Linked DNA regions of Mus musculus: regions 2, 3, 4, 5, 6 and 7 are each linked to region 1. The links are chromatin contacts, called in public ChIA-PET and promoter capture Hi-C maps. All regions are on one chromosome and are shown on one strand. Each heading gives the region's core, a stretch centred on a gene start, on an enhancer-like site or on the middle of the called end of the contact. The rest is flanking DNA. Distances are from core to core; before and after follow the strand shown. Region 1 holds the start of 1810062O18Rik (RIKEN cDNA 1810062O18 gene). Region 2 overlaps Vcl (vinculin). Region 3 holds the start of Saysd1 (SAYSVFN motif domain containing 1). Region 4 holds the start of Kcnk5 (potassium channel, subfamily K, member 5). Region 5 has its middle 3.8 kb from the start of Gm30212. Region 6 holds the start of Plau (plasminogen activator, urokinase). Region 7 has its middle 17 kb from the start of Gm30108.

Region 1 (4,311 bases), core at 1,320-3,819:
CCTAAAACATCCATACACATAAAAGAAAATCAATCTAAAAAGAAAAAAATAATACATGTCCATAAAATAAAGGTCTTTAAAATAGAAGCGTTGAGTCTAAAATTTAAAGACAAAAAAGGAAAAGTTCCAAAGAGGAAAAGACTACTTGTACTCAATTCTAATGGCAGTTTCCTCATAATCTGATGATGTTGAGTCTATGCAAAGCTAGGGAAGTGTCCTGGACTTACAAAACCTGAGCTTTACTTACATGCTGTTGTTGTTTTACTTATTTATCTTTTAAGACAGGGTGCATTATGTAGCTCCGGCTAGCCTGAAACTTGCTATGTAGACCAGACTGGCCTCAAAATTAACAGCAACTTCCTGCCTCTGCCTCCAGTGTGGTGGGATTAAAGGCATGTGACCACAGTATCAGGAATTCTAATACATTCCACATAGAAATGAAAGTTGTCACCATGAAGAAGATACAACTAATACACAACATGCATTAACCATACGTTTATAACTGAAATTTCCCAAACAAGCTCCTTTCCTACTAAGAAAATGGTTTTCATTTCAAAACAATAAACTGTAAATGGCTATGTATTAGACTCACAACTCACCCCTAAAGAATCTGCCTTCTGCTTGCAACTCGTTTTTCCTTCATTAAAGCAGTATGAGAAAAAGATTGCTACATAAATGACAAGGAACAAGATTCACAAAAGGACAACATAAATACATGATTTGGGAATGTGACTAGTTACGTCAGCTATTATTCTGGTGAAAAGTATCCAGAAAAATAAGCACACAGGAAATATAGTTAAGAAAATGAAGAAGCAGGCAATGGCCTGTTTCAACCCCCACCTATACAATTACAGAAATTAATAGGATCAATGCCTGATCTTCTATCCTTCAAGAAAAAAAAAAATCCCAGAAAAAGAAGCTCATAAACTATTCATTCTAGGGGCTGGTGAGATAGCTCAGCGAGTAAGAGCACTGACTGATCTTCCAGAGGTCCTGAGTTCAAATCCCAGCAAACACATGGTGGCTCACAACCATCTGAAATGAGATCTGACACCCTCTTCTGGTACGTCTGAAGTCAGCAACAGTCTACTTATTTATAATAATAAAATAAATCTTTGAGAAAAAAACCTATTCATTCTTTTTTTAAAATTTATTTAATGTATATGAGTACACTGTCACTGTCTCCAGACACACCAGAAGAGGCATCAGATCCCATGACAGATGGTTGTGAGCTACCATGTGGCTGCTAGGAACTGAACTCAGACTTCTGGAAGAGCAGTCAGTGCTCTTACCCGCTCTTACTCCAGTCCTATTTAGTTCATTCTAATGCTTAACCCAACCACATATGTCATGCTTTAAGAACCTAAAGTGCAGATTGAAAACAGAAAAAACACAGGTGGGCAGTGGTGGCGTACACCTTTGATTGGGCTCTTAAGAAGCAGAGGCAGGCATATCTCTGAGTTCCAGACCAGCCTACTTTCCAAGTTCCTGGCTAAGACTACGCAAAAAAGCCCTATCTCGAAAAACCAGCACACATACATACATACATACATACACACACACACACACACACGAGAAAAGGGTTTGTTTTAAAATATTTTAATGGCAAACCATGGTCACAATTCAAAGCAAAGCTAGCAGTATTTAAACACTGTGCCAGTCTATACTTGAGACACTGAATTTGAAAATTAAAATAACTTTAAAAATGAGCATAATCTAAATGACGAAATCTTCATTTTACGATTTCTGCTTATTGACTGCAAAATAAAGAAAAATAATTTCAGTTCTTAATATTCTTAATCCATAGTATTAGTGTGGTAGATGGGCTCTCTCTGAGAGCCTGGACTTTTAAGGAACTTTCAACTGCCTCTCAATTTAATTTAAATAAATCTGTTTATCTGTACACACACGTCCTCCCTGGCTCAGAAGAATTTCACTTTTCCTTCTAAAGAGTAAGTCGTGTGTTTAGAGGCGGCTTGTAAAACCCTTTCTGTTAAGTGTACCACTTCCTATACATGGGACTTTTTTGCCTCCTCTTTGTAAGATGGCTTTTTCCCCTGCCCCGCAGCTACGTCTGGGTTCCTAGGTCACCCCGGGATCCTTCATCCTGGTCCAGTCCCATACGGTTTTCCCGATTTCCGCGCGGGGTGGCATCTGAGGGCCGAGCGCAAACCCCCTGCGGCTGGCGCTAGCTAGGCGTTGTCACCCGGGAGCAGGCGTGGGCCAGAACGCGGGCGAGTCCAACGGCGTGCGGCTAAGGGGTTCCGGGGCCCCTCGGTGCGCCCGGGCAAGCCGGGAGTGCAGCTGTCGAGGAGCCGGAAGCTCTTAACGCGGGCGCCGCGCCGACCACAGGCAAAGCAGGAAAGAAAGGGGCTCACTGCGGCGGACGGCCCTGAGCCCGCGTTAGCGACAGCCCGCGCACGACGCCCGCCCGGGCCTGCAGGGCGAGCGGGAGACCGAGGAGCAGCCTACGCCTCGGCCCGGCCCAGCGGGGACCCGCCCAGGGGCCACTCCCCAAGGGAGGCAGCCAGTCACTCGCCCGCCCCGCCAGGCCCGCTCCTGAGGGGACGGACTCCCGCCCGCCCTCACACCGCGCCTCACGCCAGGCCCCCAGGCTTCGGGTACCTCTCACCTTTGACGACGCGGTCGGCCCCGAGAGGGGGCGGTGGGGGCGGGGGCGGGGGCGGCGCGGCCCGGGCCGGCTCCGGGGCGGCCATGCTGGGCCCGGGGCTCGGCTAGGTGCCGGGACGGGCGGGGTTGGGGGCGGGGGCGGCGGCTACCAGAGCCAAGCGGCGGCGCCGCCGGGGAACATGGCGGACCCTCTTTCCCTTCAGAGGGGCTAAGACCGTCATGCATCGCGCGTGCAGGGGCGGGGGCGGGACAAGCTCCAGGGACTTGAGCAAAATTACCGAGGCTACTACAGAAACGGAAACAGTCCAAGGGATCAGGTGAAAATTCCGTACATGCAGAAAGACAAACCAGTAAAGAGAGGTTGCAGATTAAACTGAGGGGCTGTTGATAAAATGCAAGGGGAAAAAAGGACGGTTTTTTGGCCGCTTTGGAGCCCAGGAAAATGAAGAGGTGTAATTTGATCTCAGAATTTCCCAGGCCTAGACAAATATATGACAATTTATCTACAAAATCTAAGTGATAATACTATGGCCAGAGAGAAAAATGAAAGAAGCATCAGGGAATCTATAGAGTGGCATTATCATTTAAAATGAAATTTTCCCTTTAATACCAGACCTCAGGAGGCAGGGGAAGGCAGAACTCTGTAAGTTCAAGTCTAGCTAGGTCTAACCACTCAGGGCAACAAAGTGAGACTGTCTCAACAAAACGGGGCCCTAGAGAGTTGCATAGAATTCGAACTCTTGCTTTGAGAGTTTGGAAAAGTCCAAAGGCACATAAATTCAGCTGGAAAAGTCTAAGCACCACGATTTAAGAACCAAAATGGATCAAGGGAAGTAGGGAATGACACCAAGAGGTGTCCTGAGAACCTGTAAGATTCCCCTGGAAAGCCATTGCCTCTCTCGTAATTCACTGAGCAAATAAATTTGAAGGCAGAGAGATGGTTCAATGGATAAAGGTGCTTGCAGCCAAGGACTGTGATTTAAGTTCCTTAGGACTAATCCCCATGGCCGAAGGAGACAATGGAAAGAAGGAATTAGACTCCTTCTAGTCTGACATCTACTAAAACTTGTAAATAAAGAAATGAAATAGAAAAAAATGGAAAGCAGAGACTAAGTAGGTAGAAAATAGGAAATTAGTTCCTTATCTTTGTACATACTCGGAATTTGAATTTGGGCAACTTGCAGAAACAGATCCAAGTTGACCAGCATCCAAGAGGTCAAGAAACAAGTACAGGTGGTCCTTAACAGTTATTAATAAGATGCTCAGATGCTGAAGGCATAGGCCACCAAACCCAGTAATGGAACCACAGGGCACACAAGGTATTAAAAGAGAACTGACTAGTACAGCTTACTCTAGCCTTCATGTGTCCTCCTCATACATATGCACAGTCATTACACTTCTTCCAAAAAGATAGAATTGTGTGTATGACACGAGCAGTGTTGAATGGTTCAGGGGCCAACATATCTACTAAGGCCCATGTCTCTATGTTATAGCATCCAAATAGGATGAAACAAGAAAGCCCTCTGTATCTTATTACTCAGTAACACAAGTTCTCAGAATCTGTCCTCAGTGATTAGGAGGGCAACGTTCTCAGCATCTGTTGTTTCTTTGTGTTCATCAGTAAGATCAAGATCTGGAATAAATAAGGAGGGAAAACCCAATAGACATTCTTTGCAAAGG
Region 2 (4,311 bases), core at 920-3,419, 490 kb after region 1:
TTCAGTCCAGTAGCTCTCATCTTCATTACCATGGGAGCTTCATCAAAATCCCTACCTTCCATATATTGTAAGCAGAATTGGGTCCTGGATTGCTTTCCTTGGTAGGGTGTCTTGTTCCTAAAGATAGGAGAAGTTGGGAAATGAAAGGCAGGACTAGGATTAATGCTAAATCACATCAAGCTAATTAATCACATCATGTATGTTGGGACTATGTGTTTAATGAAATTAAAAAAAAAAGCCTGTGTAGACTGGAACAAACTGAGGATATAAGTGAAAAGTCTTGAGCTGGACCCTGACTTTGTTGTATGAGTTTGCCTGGCAAGGATATAAGCCTTTCCGGGCCTGAGACCTTTCCTAAGAAGGAAGCGGACCAATGTTTGGAATTTAGACTGTAGGTACTTCTCCCAGAGCCCTCTGTATTTTATGCATACATTTCACTCATGGGATACATTTCCCCGCTTAGGGAAACTCTATGGTCTTCCTTAAATCCTCAAAAGATCTATGACTTACAGCTAGTTTGCTGTCTTAAAGAATGAAGTAGTTGGGCTGTAGAGATGGCTCAGCGGGTAAGAGCACTGGCTGTTCTTCCATAGGTCCTGAGTGCAATTCCCAGCAACCACATGATGGCTCACAACCATCTGTAATGAGATCTGATGACCTCTTCTAGCCTGTAGGCATACATGCAGGCAGAACACTGTATACATAATAAATACATCTTAAAAAAATACTTGAGTTGTCTGGGTGTGAGTAGACAGCCAACTAGATCCCCATCTTCTAGTTTGGTGTTTTGAAAAATAATGTACCATTTTTAAGGGTCGATTAGCTTGATTATTTTCATTCATTGCTTTTGAAATGCATCCTGTACTAAATAGTGGAGAGCAGTGAAAAAACTAACAAAAATCTCTGCCCTATGGAGCTTAAAGAATACAGACAGATAAATTAAACTAAACTACCCCCTCCCCCAAACACCAAAAGCAAATGCCAACTAAGAAAAAAACTCCCACCCCCAAGCAATCTAGGTATAATATATAGCATAAATTTATGATGGATTTTATGAAGAAAAATATCTTCAAGTAAAGAATGCTTGGACACTGGAGGGGGAGTCTGGCATACTTGGAAGAAAAGTGTTACAGGTAGAGGACATAGCAGGAGTCCTAAAAGAACACCACCTTTCAAAACCAGTGCATGCTGTCAGCCATACAAAGACACAGTGCAGTCATTGATATACAAGCCAAATTGTATAAACATTGCTGTTTATGTAGTTAAACTACTGGTGGAGCAGGGGGATCGGGTATAGGGCTTAACTGCAGCCCACTCCTGGCAGCGAGTGCTGCGTTAGGGGCTATAGTAACAGGGCTCTCCTATTGCAGGCCACAGAGATGCTGGTTCATAATGCCCAGAACCTCATGCAGTCTGTGAAGGAGACTGTGCGAGAGGCTGAAGCTGCTTCAATCAAAATCCGAACAGATGCTGGCTTTACTCTGCGCTGGGTCAGAAAGACTCCCTGGTACCAGTAGGCACCTCGTCAAATCTGGCTGGTACATACACCTCTGCTAAAGAGAAGAGAACCATCTTGAGTTCCAGAAGCCATTCAGAGTTGTCAGGAATGGAAACATCAATCCCTGGCTTCACACACCAGAAAGGAACATTTATACTCTTGTCATGGGCACTTTGAAATGTGTCTCTCTATAAACCCTGTACTTTCAGTTACTATGCGCACTCTCTCCCATGGATTTTACAGCAGCTCAGAATAAGCGTGAACACTAGCCGGAAGCCCTGCTCTGCCCCGGGGGTCATTTCTGTGTTTACGGTTCACCAACTCCCTTTCCCCACTATAGGCTCTCAAGACCTAGAGCTGAGGCAAGTCTAAATAACTGTGCTTCCAAAGTTATTTTGGGTTTCCCCCCCTGCTGCTGACCCTGCCTACCTTCTCTGGGCTGTGCATCATTGCTGCAGGAAAAAGTGGTCTCTGGAGAGTTCTAGCTTGTGCGGCCTGGATTCATTTCCTGCTTTCTCCCAGTGTAACCCTAGTTCCTCACAATGGGAAACCAACTTTCACTGTTGTGAGGAAATCATTATTTCTGTTTTTACCATGCCACTAACTAGTATGTGTTATGGAAACTTCCTGTCTCACATCCTGCCTTGTTTGGTTGCCAAGGTAACCATCCTGTAAACACACTGGTGCTCTGTCACTAGAGGAACAGAGTCACTGGGGTGTTATCCTGCCCATCCTCCCAGTGGGGCCACTCCCAGATTTTCTATGCTTTGTCACTGCCAGTAGATGTCTGTGCTGAGGCCTTGGCATTCATTCTTCGCCCTTATTTTCTTTAATTTCTGAGCTGAAGTGCTGCATTTACTTTTAACCAAATCATCCTAGGCTTTGGCAGTCTTCTTCTGTATGCTTCTTTAAACAAGACTTTAAAGATACATAGGTATGTGTTTGTCTGTAATCCCTCCATCCCCCACTTTTTTCTTTTTTTTAAATTTTGAGACTGGGTCTCTTTATGTTGTCCAGGCTAGTCTTGAACTTATGGATTCAAGTGATCTACCTGTGTCAGCCTGTTAGCTCCTACCACCACACTTGACTTTGCTTGTAACTTTGAAAGGTTCATTCAAAATTGAGACTTAAGAATTAGGGCTTGCTCCTTAAGAGACTTGAATGGAAAGGCAATCTTGTCTGGGAGACTAGCATTTGCAGATTATACTTCTGGTGCTTCTAGGGAAAAATCAGTAGGAACTATTATAGTTCCCAGTTGCTTTTAATCAACTACAACCAAGCATTTTTCATCCTTCCATAAATACGAAGTATTCAAGAATAATGAGTATGGTATCTATTTATCAGAAAGGCATGTTTCCTATTGGGCAAAGTTAGTGTAAAAGTGACTTTCCTTTTTTTTTGCATTTATCCTGGCTGTATAAGCATTTCCCAGTATACAAATGCTTCTTTCAGAAATCAGGAACCAGACGAATACAGGAGTGAGGCCTTCTTCCTGGATGTTCTTCCCACATCTAGTATGTCCAATCCCAACACTGAACTTGTAAATCTTAAGTTGACCCTGAATACTCAGGCTCCCCCTATTTCTTTTTGCTGATAAAAGATTCTTTTCAAAGCTCTCAGCAGATCTGTATAGTTGCTTACCTGATATAAATGCATATCAATGCCTTTAAAGTATGAATCTATGCCAAAGATCATTTTTTGTCTTACTAAAGATTTCTTAGAGGAACTAAGAAGAATCATGTTTATTCTCCAAGTTCCTTCAGTTCTGGAGACACATGTCCACCAGATGTGCTTTCTAGTGTCAGTGCTTACAGTACAAGGAGGCAAAAGGAAACAGTCCCTGAATGACGTGTTAGAGATGCCACCACTAAAAACTATGTTTATAAGCTAGGACTTATATGTAAATGTTTCTGCCTCTTCTTTTGTTCTGTTTAAAACAATAAAGTACATTTATATGAATAATGCTCTAATTGAGGTTATTTTACTAACAACTTTAGGTCAGACTTATTTTGTATTGAAGCTAATTCTCAAGGTCTGGAAACCAACAGCTTTATTCAATCCATAAAGGAGTTATATAATAGTGTAGTTACGTAAGAGGGTCTGCGTGATCAAGAACAATCTTGGCAACAATTCTAGCTAATGTATTCTTATACATTAGAAGGAGAAGAAATCACAAGTTACCAGTGGGCAAAGCAGCCAAATGTAGGTCACCTCCTGGCTAGAGACACCCTAATTTTAGTAGAGACCACCAGTGTCCCTTAAAAAGCTGAAGTTGTGAAATGTGAGGGACACTTTTGTTTGTTCCCAACCCCAGTACATAGCTATGGGTGTGAGGCAGAACTAGCTTTGAGGACATAGTCCTCCTCTTGTTTGAGGAAACACTGACTAAAATAAAAAAACAAACAAACATGCTTTTTTGCCTAATTTTCTAGAACTGAAGAAGAAAAAGAAAAGGTTAAATAATACCACAGGGTAAACTTTCCATTGCATTGACTTACAGAATGGATGGCAGCCTGTGTTCACGGCTGCTGAATAGACTTGGAAATCCCTGCAGCCTCTATTTGCTGTTCACCTTGTTCACCGGAACTGTGTGCCGCAGACTCTGCAGTTAGTTGTATTTTTAAGCAGTTGCTTTTAAGGACAACATTACCAGCATCTTTCCAGTGTTCTTCTGTAGCACCTTTAGGAAATGAGGCTACCAGCCGAATTCCACTGGGGGGTGGGGGTGGGGCTACCTCACCCAGACAATAAGTATCTGTTTTATTTACTCTTAGATTATGATTTCTTAAGAACAACAGAAAAAAGGAGAATAT
Region 3 (4,311 bases), core at 976-3,475, 460 kb before region 1:
GGGTCAAAGTCGAGCCTTGAATTCACAATCCCCTGCCATAGCCTCCTAAGGAGCTAGGATTACAGTCCTTCCTTACTAAGGAAATCCCCACCCCTAGACAAGGCCATAAAACAGGGCAAAGACTCCAAAATGCCTGCCACCCATATTCTCCAGAAAGCAGTCCACCCCCATTAACATGTACTGGAACTCTGGAGGTAAACCAAAAAAGGCAAACTGACTTATCTTTCACCTGCTGCCCAGAGGTTAAACAAACAGATTCATCCCCCACACTTATTTCAAAAAGCAGTTTACCCAGAAAAGCAGTTTCTGGGTCTGGCAAAGCCATGCTCTCCCAGTCCCTGATCCTACATGGCACGTTCTCCTGTACCCTCAGGTACTGATCAGCAGGGTTTGGGTGTGCCAGCCTCTCAGAGCAATAAAAGTCTGCTTTGTGTAGAGGTCAGACTGGGTCTATTCTCTGTTTTCCTCATTTGACTTCTTACAGACCCAGCCCTATGTATGTATTTGGCTCTTGTTATGGTTACAAGAAACTAAGGCCCTGTGACTGCTGAAAAGCGTAGTGTGCTGGTTCATTTCTTGTCAATTTGACCCAAACTAGAGTCTTCTGGGAAGAGGGAATCTCAATTGAGAAATGAGAGTGCCAGTAGGCAAGTCCATGGCCTGTAAGCTAAAATAAGCCCCTTCCTCCCCACATGGCTTTGGTTATGGTGTTTATCAAAATAACAAAAACCAAACCAGGACACAAATTTCCTCCTTGGAGTGTTTCATATTTCCACCCAGGGATTCCAACCTCACAGGCAAGTACCTTTGCCAGGATACTCCTGTGTGGAACTATATGAAGCCACAATGAGATTCGAATGGGCTATCATACTTGTCCAAATTATTTCTACCTAGATCACTCACAGTTGAACTTGAATACCCTTCTCTAGTCCAAGAGGGGCCTATAAGCCCATGCACATCACTCTAGGCAGTTACAGTGGCCACACTTCCATAGTCAAACCCCGTTTTGCACAGGCCAGACCTTGCTTAGCTTCAGAAATCAAGCTGCATTCAGAACAGTATGGCCATAGTCTCAAACCTCTTTTTGTTTCCTGGTCCAAATCCCATTTCTAAAGTACAAGCTACCCGAGACACTGGCTTCCTCTACCCAAGGTGTGAATAAAGTGCAGCCTTAATTACTGCCACCTCTGAGCCATAACCAGTAAGGCCTTTACCCCCTCACTAGCAGTGGATGCAGCTCAGTGGTTTCAGACCCCAGGACAAGGTGCTGAGGTGTATATTTTACACACCAAGCAGACCTGGCCTCCAGGTTCTCCAAGCATCTCTCAGTCCCTACCTAGCATACCCTACCCCCAACCCTGAACTTTCCAGCCCACAGGCTCTTTACTATATAACCCAGACTTTTTTTTGTTTGGTTGGTTTTCTCTCTTCCTCTTCTTCCTTTTCCTTCTCTCTTTCTCTTCTCCCTCCCCTCTGTCTCCCTTCTCATGGCGACTTCCCTGGCCTCCTTCCTAGGGCCAGTGAACTCATCGGCACAAAAGCAGCTTCCCGATAAACCTATATATATACTAATCTGGCTTGAATTGGCTTACTTCACCAGTGGAGAAATAACTTATCAGTTTCTCAAAGCCACGAATCTCTGTCATTAACTCGCAGTGAACAACTGGAGAGCAGAGATGTTTCTTCAAGCTCCCTAGAGCTTCGCTTTGTTTTCAACTAGTTGCTGCATAGGATTGTCTGGGATGGAAAACGTCAAGGCCACGTATCATGTGCTGATACACAGAGCGGAAATGCGGTGTCCAGCCACGAGGCAGGCGAGGAGAGAGCGCACAGGACAAGGAAGAGCCAGATATCCTGGGTGTGGCTTGGGCAGGCAGGGGCGTGGCCCCCGCGCGGAGGCGGAGCTTCAAGGTGCAGGCCTCTCTCCTCACCTGAGGCTGGTTGGGCTGAGCCTGAGCGATGGCGGGGTTGGCTTTCCGTTTCAGGAAGCGTGTCAGCCAGCCCGTGGCTGTCTTTGGGGTCGCCGCCGCTGGCTCCGCCTTCGCTCCCGAGGTCTGTACGCTCTGACTGGACGTGGAAGGCTGGGCTACCAGACTGGCCCGTTTGCGGGCCTCCCGGAACTCGGCTAACCGCTGTTCCATGGTGCGCAGCCGCCCGCTCGCCGGTGTGTGTCCAGGCCTGTCCTCGGCCGCCGTGCGCCTGCGCACGTGGCCCTCTGTTGCGCCTGCGCGTTGCATGAGCCCGGGTCGGAATTTTCCAAGGCTTTGTGACGTCTGGTGACCCTCCTGTACCTGGAGCGGTCCTCGGTTCTCGAGAGGAGAGTGAACTGAGTGTCCCATCTCCTCCGGCTAAAAGGTTGCGTTTAAAGTATGAGAACCGTCAGATGTTCCGGCTCTTGCCCGGGCCGCAGAACTCAGTTCTGACGTGTTTGCTCCTCACCTCAGGTTCAGGGAAGAACGCATGCGGGGAAGCCAGTGGTCAGCACCGCAGAAAAAGCGTCTCGGGACGCGGGAGGAGACCTGTGATCTCTGGGAAGTTTCCCGTGTCAGAAAGGCAGGATGCGTCCTACCTTCTAACTCTTACTGCAGTCTATCAGTCTCGCTGAAGGTGTTCACACCTCCATTTTCTTAGCATTTAGTTTGCTTGCTACACTAGAAAGATGCATTGACTAGACAAGAAATGTAAAACAAACGAACTTACTGAGGAAAAACTTAAATACACAAACCTGGGGGGGGGGGTTGTCAAAAGACTTTAAAAGCTAAGGATAGGAGGAAGCCAGACTGAAACTGTCTTATGGCCATCACAGGGCCACTCTTGAACTCCCAGCAGCGTGTTTGCCTGCACAAAACCAAACGACCCAACCTTCGCAAGCCCCCACTCCTAACTGGGGAGCTACTTATGGGTGATGATTTCGGGCGGGGTAGAGAGTCAGTTTCATGTAAGCCCTGGTAGATCCTGGTGGATTGCTCCATACCCATGAATGGGAATTTGTGGACTTCTTAAAAAGTGAAAAAGAGGACAAGGTGCGAGAGGGGTCAATGTTGGAGGAGTTAGAGGAGGAGAATGCATATGACCAAAACATACTAAAAATATATAAAATCTATAAATCGTAACTATAGTGTGTAACTACCATCCAGTAAAGAACATTTCTAGAACTCTGGGTGTTCTTATCCTTTCTTGCAATTAGTATTTACCCAAAAATTAAAATTTTAGATCTTACAGTTTTACAGATTTTTAAAGCTCCAAGCTAAGTACCAAGGATTTAGCTAAGTAGCACTTGCAGAATTGAGTCTCAAATACTTGTTGGATACTACTGAGTTCGAGTCAAAAAGCTAGAAAATATTCATTTAACAAATGTTTGTCTAGGGCTATGTGTTGAGTTCGGCACCAAACATTAAGGATTGAGAGCAGGAGGCAGGGATCACAAATGAAATAAAGACCTTTGCTTTCTACATTCTAATTGGAAAGATTTTTTTGTTGTTTTGGGTTTTTTGTTTTGGGTTTTGGGTTTTTTTTTTTTTTTTGGTTTGTTCTTTTGTGTAATGTGTGTGTGTGTGTGTGTGTGGTCTGTATGTCAGTGCAGTTGCTTGTGGAAACCAGAAGAGGGTGTTGAGTCCCCTGGAGCTGGAGTTCCAGGCAGTAGCTGGGGAAGCATTCTTAACTGCTGAGCCATTTCTCCTACTCCCAAAGTGGAGTTTCTATGGCAGTGTCATGTTGAGAAGCTATGAAAATCTCTTTCTCATCAGTCATAGGCCTGTTTCCCCTTAGAGACTGCAAATCCTTTTTGTTCATTGCATTTGTCACCCGACAACACTAAAACCTTAGAGCACACAGGGAAGGCGCATAGAAATAATGCATGGCCATCTGTGGCCTGTGGTGATCAGTGTCCCTGGTAAATGCGGTGCCTTCAGAAGGGTAAGAGAGGAGGCCTGGCAGAACTAAGTGAACCAATAGGGATGATTCAGAGGCCATCTTGCCAGCACCTGGAGCTGGAATAACAGGATGAGCCAAGGTTGCCCGTGAAGGATCACAGAATGGGTAGGGAAGGGTGGGAAAAGGATCAGCTGAGGCAAACCGGGACTTTCCAGGCAAGTGCTGACATCTTCTGTCTTGATTTGCTGACCCATTTTCTATTTGCTGTGCTTTCTTCTTATAAATTTGTTTTGGTACTTTGTAAACTTAAGTCCTTTTTGGAAGAGGTTGAAAGATGAGATACCAGAAAAGATGAAAGGATCATGAAGAACAAATCCCGCCAAGCCAACTTCATTTCCTCTTCAGATGAAACTGCAGGATAGAGAGCTCAAGAGGTGG
Region 4 (4,311 bases), core at 1,146-3,645, 360 kb before region 1:
GCCTGATGTTGCTCAAATTCTTTTTTCTAAAAGTTACCTGTCCACTTTGGGGGTGGAGGTACTGCTGACAGACAAGACCTTAAAATAAAGGGCATTTTGTTTTTTCAAACACCCTACAGAAACCACTTGACCTGTAAAGCCACCGCACCAGATGTACCAGGCTGCATAGCCCCTAAACACTGCCCCCACCCCTTCTCCTTGGGTTTTGAAGTTTATTTTCCCACATTTAGCCTTGAATTCTTTCCTTCCTTCCCCTGCCACGGAGGAGGAGGAGCAGCAGGGAGGGGAGACTTCGAGGGCAGCTGGAGACTTATCATCCTCTCCTCCCCCTCCCCTAAACAAAGCCCCCAGAGCAAACTACACACACACACACACACACACACACACACACACACACACACACAAAACTCTCCTCCAGAGATCCTGTCAGGGCTATCACAAACTGACCACCTTCTTCCTCCTCAGCACACCCAGATGCAGCAGACGGGTATGTGGATCTTTCCAGAACCCCCTGGAAGAACAGCTGTCTTTTGAAACTCACCACTAGCATCACTATCACGTAACCTTCCACGCCCAGCCCCTAAACATAGGGGACAGGTCTACTCAAAAGCAACAACACACCTAGTGGTGTAAACCTGCTGAGGGCAACTCTCTGATGAGCCCATGATCTCTCGGGCACCTAAAATGTTTCTGTGAATGTCCATCTGAAATTAGGAGGTAGTACCAATAGGATGTGTTTAGGTTTTCTCAGTTGTCAATGGTACAATAGTTCAGGGCAGGACAAGGATGAAGACAGGTTTGTTCCCATTTGACAAAACAGGTAAATGAGGCTGGAAAGTGAGAGGCATGAGACAAGTGGAAAGAAGTGGGGGCTGATGTCGATCAGATCTATAATGATTTGAACAGTCTACCCCTGCTCCAGTTTAATCCTACCATTATTGTTAGAAGGCCAGGAACAGGATGGATGGATGCTTGGGGCTGAGCCCTCAAGAAACAGAGAAGAACCTCTGACCCTAAGTTGGCTCAAGGTTCCAGTTGAGATGGTCAGCCAAGTTTACCATGGTGAGGTCAATGGTCTACTGGGTGTGTGCATTCTCAGATAAGTGACTCCACAAGCTAACATCAGGGAAACATCCCCTCACCCACACTATCCTCGCTCCCTAAAAGGGCACTACCTGAATTTGGGTGTTCGTTTGTGCAACCTGCTGTTTTGACAAAGCTTAATTCCGAGTCCTTGAGGGATGGCTCAGCTTGCTAAGACTTCATGGAAGCCTGGGACCGTCCCGAACATTCCAGCCACAGACCTTCCTCCGAGGCACTTAGGATATGTCCGAGCTCCCTGCCCCACTCAAAGTGCAGCAACTGGCGGGTGTGTTTTTGCTCACACCAGGTCTGGGGGCCCTCTGCTGTATTCAAGTTTAGAAAGGTCGAGCGGGCGCGGCAACGGCCCTGGAGCGGGAGGTGGTGACGCGAGGGGTGGCACCCGGCTCTGCTCCCGGACTCCGGGAGCGTCTCCAAGGAAAGATAAACTCCTTTATCCGCCCCACAGCCTCCCTCCAAAGAGGGAGGCACCCGCACACCCACACTAAGCCACCGCGGGGCCCAGTTCATCCTGGAGTCAACCCCAAGTTCTCTCGGAACTTACTAGGTACTGACCAAGTCTGCGCGCGTGGGGGAATCTCCCTGTCCCTAGACGAAAGACACAGATCTTTGCGACCTGACACCTGATGAGGCATTTTCTCCCGCCACCCAGGGACTTCTGGTTGGGACTGGGGGGTGGGGGGTCGTCTTAAACTGTAGGAGGGAGTATCCCCTTCAATACCGCTATAGTCCCAACAGCTTCAGATGCATGTGGAGGATTCTGGCGACCGACGGCTCACCTGTAGGATCTTGTCCAGTCCCTCCTGACTCAGGCACGGAAACTCCTTGAGTAGATGCAGTTTCTGTGTATAGTAGTTTTTCTTGGCCTCCTTCCAGTGTGGCTCCTCCAGCACTTCGAAGATCGCTGCCCCGATGGCCAGGTAGAATATGATGGCCGAGGTGAGTAAAGGACCCCGGTCCACCATGACTCTGGAATGGCCACCTCCTGGAGAAAGAGTCCCCTAATTCCAGCAGCTCCGGGTTCACTCGTCCTGCAGCCCTGGACACAGCTGTTTGAATTTGGAGCTCCGCATGCGCAGTGCCCGGTACCCCCGCGCGCCGCTCCCGGGACAGTTGCTTGGCCAAGTTGGCTCCCTGAACGCGGGGAACTGCGTGGATCACGTTCTCACAGGCCAGGGTGAGCGCACATCAAAAGGGGGTTGGGGCCACCCCAATCTCTCGATCCTGAAGGGTAGGGTGAAACTCAGGACCCACACCAGCAGACACGTGTGCCGCCTCTGCGCGCGCGACAGTACGCCCAGCGCGCCTCCGCAGGGCTCTTTAAGCAGCTCTCAGCCCGCCCGCTCGCGCCAGACCCTGAAAGGGGTGGAGTCCATTCGGAACCCGCCCCTGGCCCCGCCCAGCGCGCCTGAAGTCATTACACCAAACACCGGGTTCTCCAAGCTCCAGGCCAAGGCTTCATGGCCCCACCAGACTTCCAGGAGCCACACAGTCGCGGGATTTGCGGTCTGCGGGACTCCAGTTGCGTATTAGAAATCGATATAATTCGCTAAAACGGTCATGCACCTTACTGCTGAGGTCAGAAATACATTGCCAGTGTTACTATCACATCCAGATGTTTCCCCAATTATTCCTGGGGCTCACACACTTACTTATCTGACCCGAGTAAGGAGATTGGATCTGAATTAGGATTACTGGGAATTAATCCCAACCACAAATGGGTGAAGAACCCATCCCAGGTCATCTGTGTTCGCGACACTTCTGAGAGAGGCGACAGACAGCCACACCCACATTACAAGGACCTCTTCCTTACTCCCAAGCCTGCTTAAAATTACAACACCACTTCCCCCTTACCCACCCCAGCTGGAATATCTACTGGAGAGACTAGAAATGCTTTCCACTCGGTGATGCATTTATCCACAGGCCTGTTAATAGCGATAAACACTCAGACCAGGTGTGGTGGTAGTGTGCACATTTAGTCCCAACTAGAGAGGTATACCAACTTTGTCTACATAGGGAGTTCTAGGCCAGCCAGGCTACACAGTAAAACCTTCTCTCAAAAATAAACAAATACTTGATAATAGGCAGAAGATGTGAATACATCTGTCAAAACTCGTCTGAGTTACTCCTCACTCTGCTTGCTTCTCTGAGCATTTATAAACCCTGGGCAGACGACATGTTTTTGTATCGTAATCGGGGGTTTGTCGTTAGATCTACTTTCCAGGAAAGAAATGGAAGCTAGGCAGAGCCATTTGGGCAGCCTCCACTGTCTCAAGTCAGGGGTGCTGACTTGTGTGCCAGAGCCACAGCCTGCCCCTGACCTCTGTGGCAGCAGATGCAACAGAGGCCAGAGTCCCTGGCACTACCCCCTCCCCAGGGCCTTTTCCTTCTGTGGGTGATTAATCGTCACAGGCCGAGAGTTGCAAGAAGGTTGTCTGTGGCTCTTGAAATCTTGCTGCATCTGCAGAGCTAAGGATGGCTCCACACTGCTGATCAGTCAATCATTTAGATAGGGTCTCCCTGTGTAGCTCTGGTTATCCTGGACCTCGCTATGTAAACCAAGCTGACTTTGAACTCACAAAGATCCACTCCCTACACTTCCCAAGTGCTGGAATTAAAGACATGGCCACCACCTCTGGCCTTCAATTGTTTGTAGCTCTTGTTTGAAGATTGTGAACATGCCCTGAGGGAGAAGTCTGAGCAGGAAACCGAGAAAACTCAGGTTTCTAGGGCAGGAGAGATGGCTTGTCAGTTAAGAGACTGACAGCCCTGTCTCGAAAAACCAAAAAAAAAAAAAAAAAAAAAAACAGAGAGAGACTGACAGCTATTACAGAGGACAGAGTCTCATTTTCCCTGTAACTCCAGTTCCAGAGTATCCAATGCCTCTTCTGAGCTCTGTGAGCACACACACACACACATAATATATGTATATATGAAAATTCAGGCTTTCTAACTTTGTGTCCCAGTGCCTGCTTCCTTCCTCAGGGTACTTCCATACAAGGCTTGCCCTGGGCCAGGCCGCAGGATGATGCTTTTCCACTACACAGCAGCAGGCCTCGTTGCCTGCCCTAAACAGATTTTTCTCTACCTTTCTGTAACACCTTCTCTCTCCAATATTCCCGATGTGGTCTGAACCCCAATCTCACAGCCTTCAACTGGCTGTGGGGGCCACCAGACTTCTGTCCCAAGCATGCCCAGACCTTTTCATGG
Region 5 (4,311 bases), core at 1,144-3,643, 340 kb after region 1:
GCTTTGAACTTACGATCTTTCTGTCTTGGCTTCCTGAGTGTTGGGTGACAGGTGAGAGCCAGCATATCCAGCTCCCAGTGGTCCTTATATCGTACACATTCTTTTACTCGGTGCTGGAGGTTAAGCCCAGGACTTTGCATGTCCTTTATGAAATCCACTACCACTGAACAGCTGTACTCCTTCCCCTTGACTTACATATGAATGGTAACATATAAAAGACATATCTACTACCAGCACTCAGACAGGAGCAGGAGCACAGCTGTGCGTTAAAGGCCACATAATGAAACATTGTTTCAAGAAATAAACAAGCAAACAAACAAAAAAGGAAAGTAAAATACTACTTGGCTAACTCATAGAATATATACCTGCATATATATTTTACCTTGAGGGATGATAGTGTTTTAATTTTTATGTTTTTAGTGTTTCCATGTCTAATTTTCATTTAAGATTCCTTCCTTTATTCATTCAATCATAAATTTACTCACCCAGTCAATAGATGTTTACTGAGAACCTGCTATGCACCTGACACATCCTCTGTAAATTCACAGTCTGGTGAGAAAGCAGTGTAGAGTCAGGAGGTGTATAATACAATGTATAGGTTCATCCATCTTTCAGCAGAACAACTGAGTGACTAGAAAAGGTTTCACAACAAACATATTTCCTGAGCTGAGTTTTGAGGGATGAGGAGTCTACCAGATCAACTGACAAAAAGGGCATCGATGGGGCACGTACTTTCCATGGGGACACTTATTATAGCATGAGATGTCGTTAATACCGAATAGGTCAGCATGGTGAACATGGAGCATGGGGAGAGGGTCTACTGAGGGAGTAGGCACCTAGAAACAGAACTGAGCCTGAAGAGACCTATGTGGCATTGAATACAGGCAGGTGTCTTTGCCTCCACTCAATAGTAAGACTTACAGAGAAGGCCAGAGTGGAGGACAGTCAGGTTTTTACTCTTTGCACCACAGTGCCTCTTGGGGCTGGCCCATCCTTGATGGTCCTTTGATGTTCTGGCCTGAACCACTTCAAGCTCTTAGGGAAGAACAGGGCTGACTCTACAGTAGGCTCTAACCATACTGGCCACACACTTGGCATGCCTTTGTACCAGAAGCCACAAGAGAGCTTTCTCCAGCAGTGCTGTTCCTAGAAAATGGCATGTTGCACCCAATCAAGAAATGATAGAGGAGGCTGGCTTCTTGGCACCCAGCTGTCTTAAGCAGTCCCTTTCCATTCCTTCTGCCAGGAGTGCATCTCTCTGTTCTCTCATTCCCCTCCACCACAGAGAGCCACACATACAGCAGGAGCTCCACCCCAGGATTTTATAATGCTGCATAGGCTTTGGAATCAGAAAGACCCAATTCTTGCACTCACTGTAACGGCTGAGATGAACAGAACAATAATTTTGTGTGTTGTCAAGAGTGTGAAAGAACTAGAACACTGGTCTAGGGTTTCTGGGAGTATGGGATGGCCCCCATATCTCTGACACTACAGTGTTTAATAAAATGTTAAATATCCCCAACTAAGGAGACTGTTCATGGCAGTGTTATTCAAAATAACCTAAAACTGGGGCAGGGGATCCAAATCCACTAGATAAATAAACTGAAGTGTAAATTCACAAAATGGAATGCTACTTGGTAGTAAAATTGGAGCAACATGGTGGTACATACACTATATATACATCTCAGATAGACTTTGTGAAGAAAATCAAGCTGGATACAAGAATACTGGTCTGAAGTTCAGGAATGAGTAAAAACCAACACTGGAGGACAGAAGCCAAAACCTTTGGTTATTGCCAGGTGGTGGTGGCGGCACACACCTTTAATCCCACTCAGGAGGGGGGGGCACTGGATCTTTGAGTTTGAACCCCTACTGCTTTACTTGGTGAGTTCCAGGACAGCCAGAACTATGTGAGAAATCCTGTCTCCTAAAACCAATAAACAAACAAACAAATATTAAAAATTAGTGTGTCTGGGAGTCAGAGCAGCAGCAACTATTTTCTGGAAAGAGGTATGAATGACAGAACTCCAAGGAATGATAGAAATGTATGTAAATTAGAAAGAGAAAGAGAGAGAAGTTGAAGAAGAAGAGGGAAGAAGGAAAGAAAGAGGAGAGGAAGGAAGAAAAGGGGGGACAGAGGAGGGAGAAAATAGAAAAGTCCCGGTCTGGTTCCCAGGTGTGGCACTGTCACGTATGGACATTACTTTCTCATAGGTGGTTTTTGGAATCAACCAGGCGAATGCACGGAAATCTCGTAGCTCAAGAGCCTGACAAATACTGTAAACGTAGTAAAAAAAAAAAAAAATAACCCTTGCTCTTGGTCCCTTATCCACCATCTTCTCTTTTAAGAACTGGATCCCAGGGCTTGGGGTGTGGCTCAGCTGGTAGGAGGTTTGGTTAACTTGTAGGAAGTCGTCAGTTCTATCCCTAGCACAGCACACACTGGCTGTGGTGGTGCACACAGGCAATTCCAGCACTCAAGAGGTAGATATACAAGGAGCAGAAGTTCAAGGCCATCCTTGGTGCATAGAGTCTGAATCCAGCTTAGCCTACATAAGACCATGCCTCAGAAACAAAACAAAACAGACAGCAAACAAATAAGGACTGACATGTGAAGCTTTGTCCACCCCCCACCCAGCCCCCAAAAAGACCCAGTTCCCACCTCTGGGCTAAGCCAGAGCCCCAGGCAGAACTCTGAAGCCCTATAGCACTCACCCTCACAGTACCCACAAGGCTCAGTGACTAGAAAGTTTCATCGAATTCTGAACAGGAAGCAGCAGTGGCAGCTGATAATCTGTGACCTGAATATAGCTATCCATTATCTCACTGTGGTTTCTTGTTTCCCTGACAGAGGAAACGCCCACGACTTTCTTGAAGTTATTCTAAACACTCAGTTCCTTGTTCGGCTCTGGCAGGATAATGTTTCCCCTGGGTGCCCCGGTGTTTTGAGCTGCAGCCTCCCTGCCAGCCTGAGGCTCAAGCTCAGCGGTCAACCTGTGGGGCCAACTGTCCCCTCCACGGAGGAGACAGTGACAGGAACAGATCAAAAATAGGCCATCAGTATCTGCAGCTATTGGAAGAAAAAAACAAAAAAACAAAACAAAACAAAACAAAAAAAAAAAAACCAAAGCAAAAAACCCCTCAGACATAGAGCATCCACTTCTTGTTCCTCTTGAGGAAGGCAGCAGGCAGAGCTGCCATGTGAGGAGGGTGTGTACCACTGGCTTCTCATCACAACTAGTTCCTGAGTCACACGCCACCCTGAGTTTACTCTTCTGTGATTCTCTTCCCTTAAAAGAGGCAGATCTGCTCTCCTGGGGTATGTTCAGTTTCCAAATGAGGAGCAGAGACAAGCTCAAGACTCAGGATAAACAGAATTGTCCCGTTAACTCAAGTTCTTACGAAGCCCAATAGTCCAACATGGGCATGGTGGTACAAGCCTTTAATCCTAGCACTTGAGAGGCAGAGGCATTCAGATCATTATCCTGCCAGATAATGAGTTTGAGGCCAGCCTGATTTGCATAGTGAGTTCGAGGCCAGTGAGGGCTATACAGTGAGACTCTTGCAAAATAAATGTATAAACAAAGAAATAACCCACCCTCGGTGTTCAGGAGACTCGGCTAAACTACAAGGCAGGCAAAGTTTGTCTCTGGCTTCTCTTCTTCCAGGACATACTCTACCCCACCCTCCATCAAAGCTTTTTGGTTTTATTTCAAGATGGGGTCTTGCTATGGAGCTCAGGCTGGCTTCAAATGTTTGATCTTCTCCCGGAGCCTCTCCTGCGCTGGCTTACTGGTGAGATCATCGCATCTGGTTCTACCAAAGCATTTGTGGCAGTGCACCCCTTTACCTCTGTATCTGGGAGTCACTCGGTCTGTGGAACACACCCCTACTTTTGAAAAGGAAGTCTCAAGATAGTAATTCTGAAACAAAGGACCCCAGTTCTCATCACATGTGGGAGACTGTTCTCTGAACAGCAGGGCCTCTGGGCTCACTGGGACCCCCTGCTGGTTACCACGTTTGCAGTTAATGCTCTAAGCGTAGAGTCTGGCTTAAAAGGGTTTTTTGTTTTTTGTTTTTCTGAAGAGGTATAATCTGTAAATTAGTGTAGATAAAACTAGGGAACTTGTAACAGTAGTTGACTTGAAGGGCCAGGAAATTAAATATTGAAAAGCTGGTTTGAGCTGCCTGTAATCTCAGCAGCTGGGAGGTGAAAACACCCTTTCCTCTATGGGCTAGCCCAGGACTCGCTTCTATGGGCTAGCCCAGGACACATAAGACTCTGTATTTTTTTTTTAAAAATGAAAGAAA
Region 6 (4,311 bases), core at 1,078-3,577, 290 kb after region 1:
CCTCCAGCCAAGTAATCCGGAGTCATGAGAGCTGTTGGGGGGGCCATGTGAATCACGACAGCCTGCTGGGAATTTCCTAATAACTAAACTAGAGTTTCGGGGTAAATCCTCAGGCTGTAACACCTCTGTTTACATTTTGATCACGTTTGTTTACAATTAGTGGCTTCTTAAACATAAACATAACTGGCCACAGTCTTCTAAAGGAAGTAGCAAGTTGCCTCTGAGATCTATGGAATCTCTGATTCAGTGGTCCTGTGGGTTGCTAGCAGCTCAGCTGCGCAAGGAAAACGTATTCTGAAGAACGATGGTCACCTGCCTACCCAAAGCTGGGTATTCAATGTGTACTTTCCTATCCAGAGGTTGGCATTCTGGGCCACTGGCTGGGGTAAAGTCAAGCAGCCTCCTCCTTCCTACCTCCTGGCATTCTTTTCCAAGGTCCAGGTTGACAGTAAAATGTTGTAGGCTCAGGCTTATGGAAATAAAGCAAAGCTGGGGCACTAATGAATGGTGCGGGCTCAGGCACCTCTTCTGTGGAAGGAGCATCAAAATGACCACTGGTCCTTGGCTCTGAGGCACATGTTGCAGTGACTGACCCTTGGAATCTTTTCTGAGCACTCCCTACTTTGCCTGAGGGGTGTGTGCATGTGTGCATGTGTGCATGTGTGCAAGTGTGTGCATGAGGGAGGGTGCTTTGTCTTCAAGATGTTCAGGGCTCATTTATACATGACCTGTCTTTATATAAGCCTATTTTATTAGATAAATTATTAGATAAATAATTGTTTTCGTCTTAACGTGATGATGTAAAATGCTGAACACAAGTGCATTTACAGTGTGGAATTGGCAACAGAAGAGATGGCTAGGCTCACACCCAAAAATAAAATGTGTAATTATTTTTTTAGAATGGCTGATACGAGGACGTGTTTAAAGTTTTTAAAACAGTGTGAAATAGTATTCAGTGAAAAATAAACATTCCTTTTATCTTTTCCTTCAGACCCACAGCCTCTCTACTACAAGGGAAGAGCAGACACCCCCACTGTTGTTGCATGTTGATAGCCCACACTAACGAGGTTTGAGTATTCCTTGCTTTTTTTTTCTATCCTGTTACAATGTACTGTTCATGTTACTGTTCACATCACTGACTGCTCTTCCAGAGGTCCTGAGTTCAATTCCCAGCAGCCACATGGTGGCTCATGACCACCTACAATGGGATCTGGTACTCTTTTCTGGTGTGTCTGAAGAGAGGACTGTGCACTCGCATACATAAAATAAATAAATCTTTAAAAAAAAGACACCCCCCCTTGATTGCTTATTTGTGTCTGTGTGCAACCACAATACCAGTGAGGTATGCACTCAGTCCTGATCTATGATCCTCTGTATTGGTTGTATTCTTTTCCAGACAAATAAATGGATTGTTCATTATAGGCATTTTTCAAAAGACCCATTGACACTTCCATAGCAGCTGCTGTGCCAAGACTTTGCTCCCACAATCCTAACATAGTAACCATTACTGCTTTTTTAAAAATCATAATTATTTTTGAGGATTTCACTATGTAAATTAGTCTGGGCTTGAACTCGCAGAGATCCACCTGCCTCTTCCTCCCTAGTGTTTAGATAAAAGACGTGCACCATTAAGTCTGGCCCTTGCCATAAATTTTAAAATTGTCTTTCAAAGATTGACCTTAAACCAAACAGCAAATCTGAATAAAATCTGACCTTGCCTTTCACCTTCTGATGACAGTATTACACTCCCTGACGACAAACTTCACTCTTGTCTTCTGATTCACTGCTTGCATTAGTGGCATTTGGAGAACTCAGCATTTGACATGTGGGAGCCTTTGTTAGTAGGTATTTTTTGTTGTAAAGGAACTGCGACTTATACCCCTCTATCAGACATCTGAATCAGTGTCGTAGGCAGGTAGGGGGACAGGTTGGAGAAGAACTGATTAAACCACTAAGGAAGAGGCTTGAGATCAGCGAGCCAATGGCTGGAGCGCCCTCACCACGCTACACTGGGGCCGCACTAGGTGAATGAAAGAAAGGAAGAATGTTCAAGCCGCCGGATCATCGCTCGATCCAGACAGACTGCGTTAAGTTTGCTCAGCTGGAAATTCCGTGACTTCGTCAAAGTTGGGAAGCAAGCGCGGTCCAGTTGCGGTGGGATGCAGGAAAAGGAAAAGGAGAGAGAGAGAGAGAGAGAGAGAGAGAGAGAGAGAGAGAGAGAGAGAGAGAGAGAGAGAGAGAGAGAGAGAGCCGCCCTCCAGCAAACCTGGGCGGGGCCAGGGCTCTGGCGGGCCCTAATAAAGGGCGAGCAGCGCCGAGCAGAGCCTGTAGCCCCAGAGCTCTGTCTGTCATCCATCCAGTCCTTGCGTGTCTGCCAGCGCCCTTCCGCTGCAGTCACCGGTGAGTGCTGTTGGTCTGAAGCAAGCCTAGCGGGATGAGGCAGCCAGGGCTCCCGCATGCCTCCCTTCCCACTACCTTGGCTGGCGGAACTGTGGGCAAGGTCACCACTCCAGCCCTTCGCGCCCCTCTACAGAGAGGTTCCATGGTGTTGTGCGGATTCAGAGCCCGCAGAGGGGAGAGACTGCCCGGCTTGGGGAGGTTGGTCACTGATGGCTTGCCCCGCAGGACACCTGGAGTGGCTTCCCTTGGTCTGTAGTAACTCTGCCACCTTCAAGCTGCTCCGCTTCTTGTCCTGACTTCTCCTTCCTTTGCAGAACTGCTGTCTAGAGCCCAGCGGCACTACCATGAAAGTCTGGCTGGCGAGCCTGTTCCTCTGCGCCTTGGTGGTGAAAAACTCTGAAGTGAGTGGTCTCGCTGCTTTAGCACCATCAGGAAGGGGCTTGCAGGATCCCTTAAGCAGCATCAGGGGAAAAATGGGGGCTGCACGGGGAACTTAGGCATCAAAGGCAGGTCCAGGCTTTCCCAGGAAATAGGACAATGTATCAGCGGAGGGCTTGTGCACCCAAAGAGGTTTGCACTATCTGGCAAGGGAGGAAGAAGCCACGGGGAGTGCCTTAGCCCAAGGGCACCTGGTTTGTGTGAAGTTTGCTTGAGTCAGTCCATGTCTGGGTGCTGGCTAGTAATAAACAGAAAGGGGAGAGACAGACAGGGGTGGGGTGGGAGAAAGAGAGAGAGAGAGAGAGAGAGAGAGAGAGAGAGAGAGAGAGAGAGAGAATATTATGAGTGAATGAATATCACTGGAAGGGATTTTGAGGTGGGGACCTGTTTATCCTGAACATGAATTCCCTAGAGCATGTCACCTTCATCTCTTGCAGGGTGGCAGTGTACTTGGAGCTCCTGATGAATGTGAGTATCTGCTTCCTTGCACAATAGTTGGCTGCACAGAGACCCTTGAAAAACCTTAGGAGACATACCCTCCCTGTCCCTGCTGAAAGGCTGGCTCCCCACTTGATCCTTGCTTACCCCTCCTTTGCATTTGCTAGCAAACTGTGGCTGTCAGAACGGAGGTGTATGCGTGTCCTACAAGTACTTCTCCAGAATTCGCCGATGCAGCTGCCCAAGGAAATTCCAGGGGGAGCACTGTGAGATAGGTATGGGGATTTGGACTTGGAATGTGGGAGTGGGGGAGGACCAGAGATCTTAGAACAGGGACAGATGGGTGGGATGCAGAAGCAGGCAGAAGCTGGCCTTGGAGGTGTGGGTCTGTTACCCCAGCACTTAGGAGGAGACTGAAGCCTGGCCTCCATAGTAAGTCCTTGTCTCAAAAGGCGGGCGAGGCGCAGCTAGAGAGACAGCTTAGTGATTAAGAACACTGGCTGCTCTTCTAGACATCCTATAGTTTGAGTTTCAGCACCCATAGAGGTGGGTTACAGCCATCTGTACCCCCAGTCCCAGAGAATCTGATGCCCTCTTCTGACCTCTTCCAGCCCAAGTGACATACATGGTGTACAGATATACATGGAGGAAAAACACTCATACACATAAAATAAGCAAACAAACAAACAAAACAGGCAGCAGAAGTTGGGAGTCACACACACACACACACACACACACACACACACACACACACACTCATGAAGTAGTGGCTATACAAGTGTGAAAAAAAAGGGTGAATCTCCCTCATATCACCTGACAGGTCTGAAACCGTGTCACCTCTGAAATGCCTGTCCAAACCGCCTCCCTTTTCTAATACTCTGCACTCCTCAAATCATTTCTAGATGCATCAAAAACCTGCTATCATGGAAATGGTGACTCTTACCGAGGAAAGGCCAACACTGATACCAAAGGTCGGCCCTGCCTGGCCTGGAATGCGCCTGCTGTCCTTCAGAAACCCTACAATGCCCACAGACC
Region 7 (4,311 bases), core at 1,040-3,539, 270 kb after region 1:
CTTAATGACTACTAAGTACTTGGATGGGAAGATGGATGATGATGGATGAAGGATGGTGATGAATATAGTGGGCATGATCAAAGCTATAAGGACCAGATTTGTGCAAGATGCTGACAGCCATCCTAACTTAGTTATCTCCCAGAGTGGGGGAGGCAAATGAAGGAGAAGAGGCAATGAAACTGTTCTTTGAAGGCCCTATTCTTGTAAAGATCTCTTAAAATGTGTTAAACCCCACGTTCTCTTTTTCTTCTAACCAAGATCACTGGATTGGAGCCTTCCCTGGAGAAGGACAGCTGTTTCTGAGTCACTTCAGGAAACTGCTCTTTTGCCTCAGGCCTCAGACAGTGCTGCATCTCAGCTTGAGTTTCTATCCCAGAACAAAGCCTAACCCAACCCCTACATGACCTTGCTGCTGATAACCCTCTGTTCTCACCCAAAACTTCAACTCAACTCCCAACCTTGAGTTTGACCACCACGGCTGGAACTCGCTCTATAGGGAACTCAGAGATTTGCTTGCCTCTCCCTCTTGCATGATGGGATTAAAGGTGTGCGCACCATGTACGGCTTGGGTCCCATCTTGACTTAGCCTTGTCTTACCTAACCCAGGTACATCTTTGTTTCTGATGCTGAAGAATCTCAACTAAGTGTTAGCCAGGGTGACACCATTTTGTAAAGGTGGACAGTGAGAGTTATGGAAGCTAAGACCATTTGATTTCCAGAATTTAAGTAACTTGTTTCTCTAGATTCTTTGAGACCCAGTACTGGCCATCCAAGAGAGAGGTTATCCACCATCTGGCAGTGTGGAATTTACCACTTCCTGTTAAAGAAAAAAACCAACTGAGGGCTAAACCAGAAAGATTTTAACCTCTTTCTCACCCTTCCTTTCCTGTGAAAGATGTAATAAGAGACTGCCACTCTGTCATGTGGGTCTAGCCTCTCCTCAGAGAACCTGTCATGTTACTGTCTGCCTGTCTATCTGTGGCTGCAATAACTCTTCTAATAGAACTCTTAACCCAAAAGAAAAATCTGCCTCAATGGCTACTTTGAACTCCAAACTTAAAAACTTTGATTAATTTGTGTTTGTTTCCTTCCTTCATTTGTGTAGAGACAGGAGCACATGTACATATTCCAGGCTGGCCTCAAACTCACTTACAGTGTAGCCAAGGATGCCCCCAAACTTCTGATCCTCCTGCTCCTACCTCCTAAGTGCCGGGATTACAGGCTTATATCCTCATGTTTATTTTTATGTTGTGAATGCCATTGAACCAGAGTGATTCATGCATGCCTGCTGAGCTCTCTGCTAAGTATATCCCTAGTCCAGCTATAGAGCATTTCCATGTGTAATCTCACTTACCACTTAAAACTATATAATCACCCCCATTCTACATGTGAGATAATAAAACTTATTGTAAAATATGTTATTCAATTCCAGAGTCCTTGAACTCACCCTGTAGACTAGGCTGGCGATCAACTCACAGAGATCTGCCTGCCTCTGCCTCTGCCTCTGCCTCCGCCTCTGCCTTGTTTCTGGAGTGCGGGGATTAAAGCCATGCACCACCACTGCCTGGCTCTCTTCAACTTTTGCAGGGAAACAGAATGAGGTGACAGGAAGCAGCTAAGGGTCTGGATCTTTATCCAGCTATGTTCTCCGCCAAGCATGGTCACACACACTTATAATTCCATCACTCAGGTAACAAAGGCAGGGAGATTGCTGCAAGTTTGAGAGTAATTTGGTAGCCTGGTTACATAGTGAAATCCTGTCTCTCCCCCCCCACACACACACACACATACACTCTCACGCACATGCATACACACACACACACACACTGAAGTAAATAAATATGTGAAAAAAGTTAAGTGATAAGGCTGAGGACATAGCTCAGTTGGCAGAGTTCATGCTCAGCAATCAGGAAATCCATAGTTCAGCCACCATCTTCTCAGATATGGGGTACTGTGACACGTGCTTACAACCCAGCACTTGGAAAATGGAGGCAGGAGGATAGAAATGAAAGAGCCACCTCAGCTATGTGTAGAGTTTGGGGCCAGTCTGGTCAAAGACGCTGTCTTAAAAATAAAAAGGAAATGCGGCAGAGTGTAGAGAAAGGAGAAGAGGCGGGGCTTGCAGTCTGACTTGCAGGTGAGACTTAAGATGGATATTTTCTTTCACAGGCACGAGAATTTCCATTCTTAGCACTCAGAGGACATGTGATGGGACACTTGTAGGACCTTAAGCCACTGCGCAGTGGTCAGCCCACGGTTGCCTTCCTGTCTGCCTTTAAAGCCGGCAGACACCACAGTGAGTCAGTCCTACCAACGCTTGACTCATTTTTGACCTAAATTTGGTGATCAAACACAATACTCCAGAATTTGGCATTGTGGCTTAAAAGTATGGTGGGAACATGGTTGGAGAGAGAGAGAGAGTTAGAGAGAGAGAGAGAGAGAAAGAGAGAGAGAGAGAGAGAGTGTGTGTGTGTGTGTGTGTGTGTTTGATATTCACACATTAGGGGTGAGGATGGCGGAAGTTGAGACAGGATTTCACTATATAACCAGGCTACCAGATTTGTCTCAAACTTGAAGCAATCCACCTGCCTTTCTTACCTGAGTGATGAAAATACAGGTGTGTGCCACCATGCTTGTCTGGGAACATAGCTGGAAAAGGATCCAGACCCCTAGCTGCTTCCTGTCACCTCATTCTCTTTCCTTGCAAAAGTTGACAAGAACGACATTGCCATTTAAGTTAGCAAGAGAACTGGAGTGTAACTCGCTCAGTAGAGTTGCTCAACACCAAATATCCCAATATCTTGTAAACGGGGTGTCGGTTTGTAATCCCAGCACTTTGAAGGTAGAAACAAGAAAGAAGAGTGTCAGAACAGCCTCAACCACACAGCACGCTCCAGGCTAGCCTAGCATTCTTGAGATCCTGCCTCTAAATTAACCAATCAATCAACTAATTGTCAGAAACACTTGGATTTAACCTCTGAGTCACCTCTCTCTTGCTGTGCAACCTTGGTCACGCCCCCTGGCCTCTATCACTGTGTGGTTCCCTATCTATAAATCAGAGCTACAAACTCCCAGCACTGTGTGCGATTTAGTAACACAAGAAGAACTTAGCAGTATGGATGCCCAAGAAAAAGTCTGAAAATTAAAGTTATTTTATTTCATTTTGCCATGCTTCCATCTGAACTTAGGGGCTCAAACTCATGAGGCAAGCACTCTGCCACCAAGAAGCACACACACACCCTCTATTTGGAGGTCAGAGGACCCATTGCAATAGTCAGTTCTCTCCTTCCACCCTGTGGGGCCAGGGGATCAAACTCAGGTCATTATACTTGGTACCCTTACCATCTTGCCAGCCCCTCAGCCTTATCTCTTTACAGACCTTCATTTGGGTCAACTTCTTTGTCTTTTATACCTGACCTCATACTTTATCCCTTTGTATTCGGGACAGGTTTCTTGGTCTTCATCCTAAGTTATGTTTCTGTGTCTTTGCTGATGGTTTCTCGTGTCCCGAATCCTTACATCTCATTCTCAGAGCCCAGTGGATTCTCCTGTTGTGGACTTTTATTTATTTGTGGCTTTTTTGATGGTAGAATAATATGTAACTTGAATCTTGTTTGTTTGTTTATACTGTAGTAGGACATAAAAACAACAAAAAGTTTCTTTTTCTCCAGATGGTGTGGCTCAACACTTAGGAGACTGAGCCAGGAGGTATGGTGAATTAGAGGCCAGCCTGGAGTGCTCTATGAGATCATCTGAAACTACTTTATTAACCTTTAAACCATTTTAAAAATGTTATCCCATTTTAAAATATAATCCTTTGAGGGCTATGGGGCAACATGGCACTGCATGTGTGGAGGTCAGAGAATAACTTTTGGGAGTCAGCTCTCTCTTTCTAGCCTGTGGGTCCCGGGCATTATACTCAGGCATGGTAGCAAGTGCCTCTACCTGCTGAGCCATTTCACTGGCCCCCTTTAAACTATTTTAAAGGTACACAGTGAGATGGCTCAGTGGTTAATGCCTTTGTTGCCAAGCCTGGCCATCTATGTTTGATATTGTGAGTGCATACTGTGCTATAAAAGTGCCACTCACACACGAAGTAAATAAATAAGTATATGAAAGTCAATGCACACTTCATTAGCATTAAATGCAAGCAATCACCCCATTCTGTAGCTCTAGAACATTTTCATCATAGAAAATAGAAGGTCTGCACTCATAAATATCAATCCTCTCCCCACCCCACCCCTGTGCGGCACCATCCACTGACTACACATTTGTTTACTCAAGGTATCTCATAATGAACAGCATCATGGG

The links. Promoter capture Hi-C pulls out the DNA fragments that hold promoters and counts their contacts. ChIA-PET counts read pairs in DNA pulled down with a chosen protein or histone mark.
Region 2: a contact with region 1 is called in an RNA polymerase II ChIA-PET map of memory CD8 T cells, with 27 read pairs. The contact joins the enhancer-like site here to the promoter of 1810062O18Rik in region 1. A contact is called at or near these places in 4 of 39 promoter capture datasets (hippocampal neurons, liver and pre-B cells), 2 of 115 datasets of contacts at active chromatin or transcription factors (embryonic stem cells and memory CD8 T cells) and 1 of 9 other capture datasets (liver).
Region 3: a contact with region 1 is called in an RNA polymerase II ChIA-PET map of memory CD8 T cells, with 19 read pairs. The contact joins the promoter of Saysd1 here to the promoter of 1810062O18Rik in region 1. A contact is called at or near these places in 2 of 39 promoter capture datasets (liver and pre-B cells) and 1 of 115 datasets of contacts at active chromatin or transcription factors (memory CD8 T cells).
Region 4: a contact with region 1 is called in an RNA polymerase II ChIA-PET map of memory CD8 T cells, with 36 read pairs. The contact joins the promoter of Kcnk5 here to the promoter of 1810062O18Rik in region 1. A contact is called at or near these places in 1 of 39 promoter capture datasets (pre-B cells) and 2 of 115 datasets of contacts at active chromatin or transcription factors (effector CD8 T cells and memory CD8 T cells).
Region 5: an RNA polymerase II ChIA-PET map of memory CD8 T cells shows a contact between it and region 1, with 27 read pairs. The contact joins the enhancer-like site here to the promoter of 1810062O18Rik in region 1. A contact is called at or near these places in 2 of 39 promoter capture datasets (liver and stem cell-derived epiblast-like cells), 2 of 115 datasets of contacts at active chromatin or transcription factors (effector CD8 T cells and memory CD8 T cells) and 1 of 9 other capture datasets (adipose tissue).
Region 6: a promoter capture Hi-C map of liver shows a contact between it and region 1, with 2.6 times the contacts expected there. The contact joins the promoter of Plau here to the promoter of 1810062O18Rik in region 1. A contact is called at or near these places in 6 of 39 promoter capture datasets (embryonic stem cells, hippocampal neurons, liver and 2 more), 2 of 115 datasets of contacts at active chromatin or transcription factors (memory CD8 T cells and microglia) and 1 of 9 other capture datasets (pancreatic islet).
Region 7: an RNA polymerase II ChIA-PET map of memory CD8 T cells shows a contact between it and region 1, with 15 read pairs. The contact joins the enhancer-like site here to the promoter of 1810062O18Rik in region 1. A contact is called at or near these places in 3 of 39 promoter capture datasets (liver, pre-B cells and stem cell-derived epiblast-like cells) and 2 of 115 datasets of contacts at active chromatin or transcription factors (bone marrow-derived macrophages and memory CD8 T cells).

The regions. Positions count from the first base shown.
Region 1 is chr14:20,543,724-20,548,034 of GRCm38.p6, forward strand. 1810062O18Rik (RIKEN cDNA 1810062O18 gene) reads left to right here and starts at 2,570. Exons shown (of 6, transcript NR_033571.1): 1 at 2,570-2,621. It overlaps Ppp3cb (protein phosphatase 3, catalytic subunit, beta isoform), which reads right to left and starts at 2,850. Exons shown (of 14, transcript NM_008914.3): 1 at 2,633-2,850. The coding sequence starts at 2,717.
Region 2 is chr14:21,030,217-21,034,527 of GRCm38.p6, forward strand. Vcl (vinculin) reads left to right here. Exons shown (of 21, transcript NM_009502.5): 21 at 1,371-3,460. The coding sequence ends at 1,517. Ap3m1 (adaptor-related protein complex 3, mu 1 subunit) reads right to left here. Exons shown (of 9, transcript NM_018829.4): 9 at 3,526-4,311. Among named protein-coding and RNA genes, the nearest start is that of Ap3m1, 20 kb to the right of the region's middle. Within about 2 kb of position 2,170, at least 204 of the 459 cell types and tissues checked have an H3K27ac peak or open chromatin away from gene starts, as enhancers often do. A contact at or near this core is called in embryonic stem cells and memory CD8 T cells, where this site is marked.
Region 3 is chr14:20,080,947-20,085,257 of GRCm38.p6, forward strand. It overlaps Saysd1 (SAYSVFN motif domain containing 1), which reads right to left and starts at 2,226. Exons shown (of 2, transcript NM_026209.1): 1 at 1,932-2,226. The coding sequence starts at 2,141.
Region 4 is chr14:20,179,387-20,183,697 of GRCm38.p6, forward strand. Kcnk5 (potassium channel, subfamily K, member 5) reads right to left here and starts at 2,396. Exons shown (of 5, transcript NM_021542.4): 1 at 1,881-2,396. The coding sequence starts at 2,066.
Region 5 is chr14:20,882,483-20,886,793 of GRCm38.p6, forward strand. No RefSeq gene overlaps it. Among named protein-coding and RNA genes, the nearest start is that of Gm30212, 3.8 kb to the right of the region's middle. Within about 2 kb of position 2,394, at least 21 of the 459 cell types and tissues checked have an H3K27ac peak or open chromatin away from gene starts, as enhancers often do. A contact at or near this core is called in memory CD8 T cells, where this site is marked.
Region 6 is chr14:20,834,335-20,838,645 of GRCm38.p6, forward strand. Plau (plasminogen activator, urokinase) reads left to right here and starts at 2,328. Exons shown (of 11, transcript NM_008873.3): 1 at 2,328-2,400; 2 at 2,715-2,801; 3 at 3,276-3,306; 4 at 3,444-3,551; 5 at 4,179-4,311. The coding sequence starts at 2,745.
Region 7 is chr14:20,809,187-20,813,497 of GRCm38.p6, forward strand. No RefSeq gene overlaps it. Among named protein-coding and RNA genes, the nearest start is that of Gm30108, 17 kb to the left of the region's middle. Within about 2 kb of position 2,290, at least 41 of the 459 cell types and tissues checked have an H3K27ac peak or open chromatin away from gene starts, as enhancers often do. A contact at or near this core is called in bone marrow-derived macrophages and memory CD8 T cells, where this site is marked.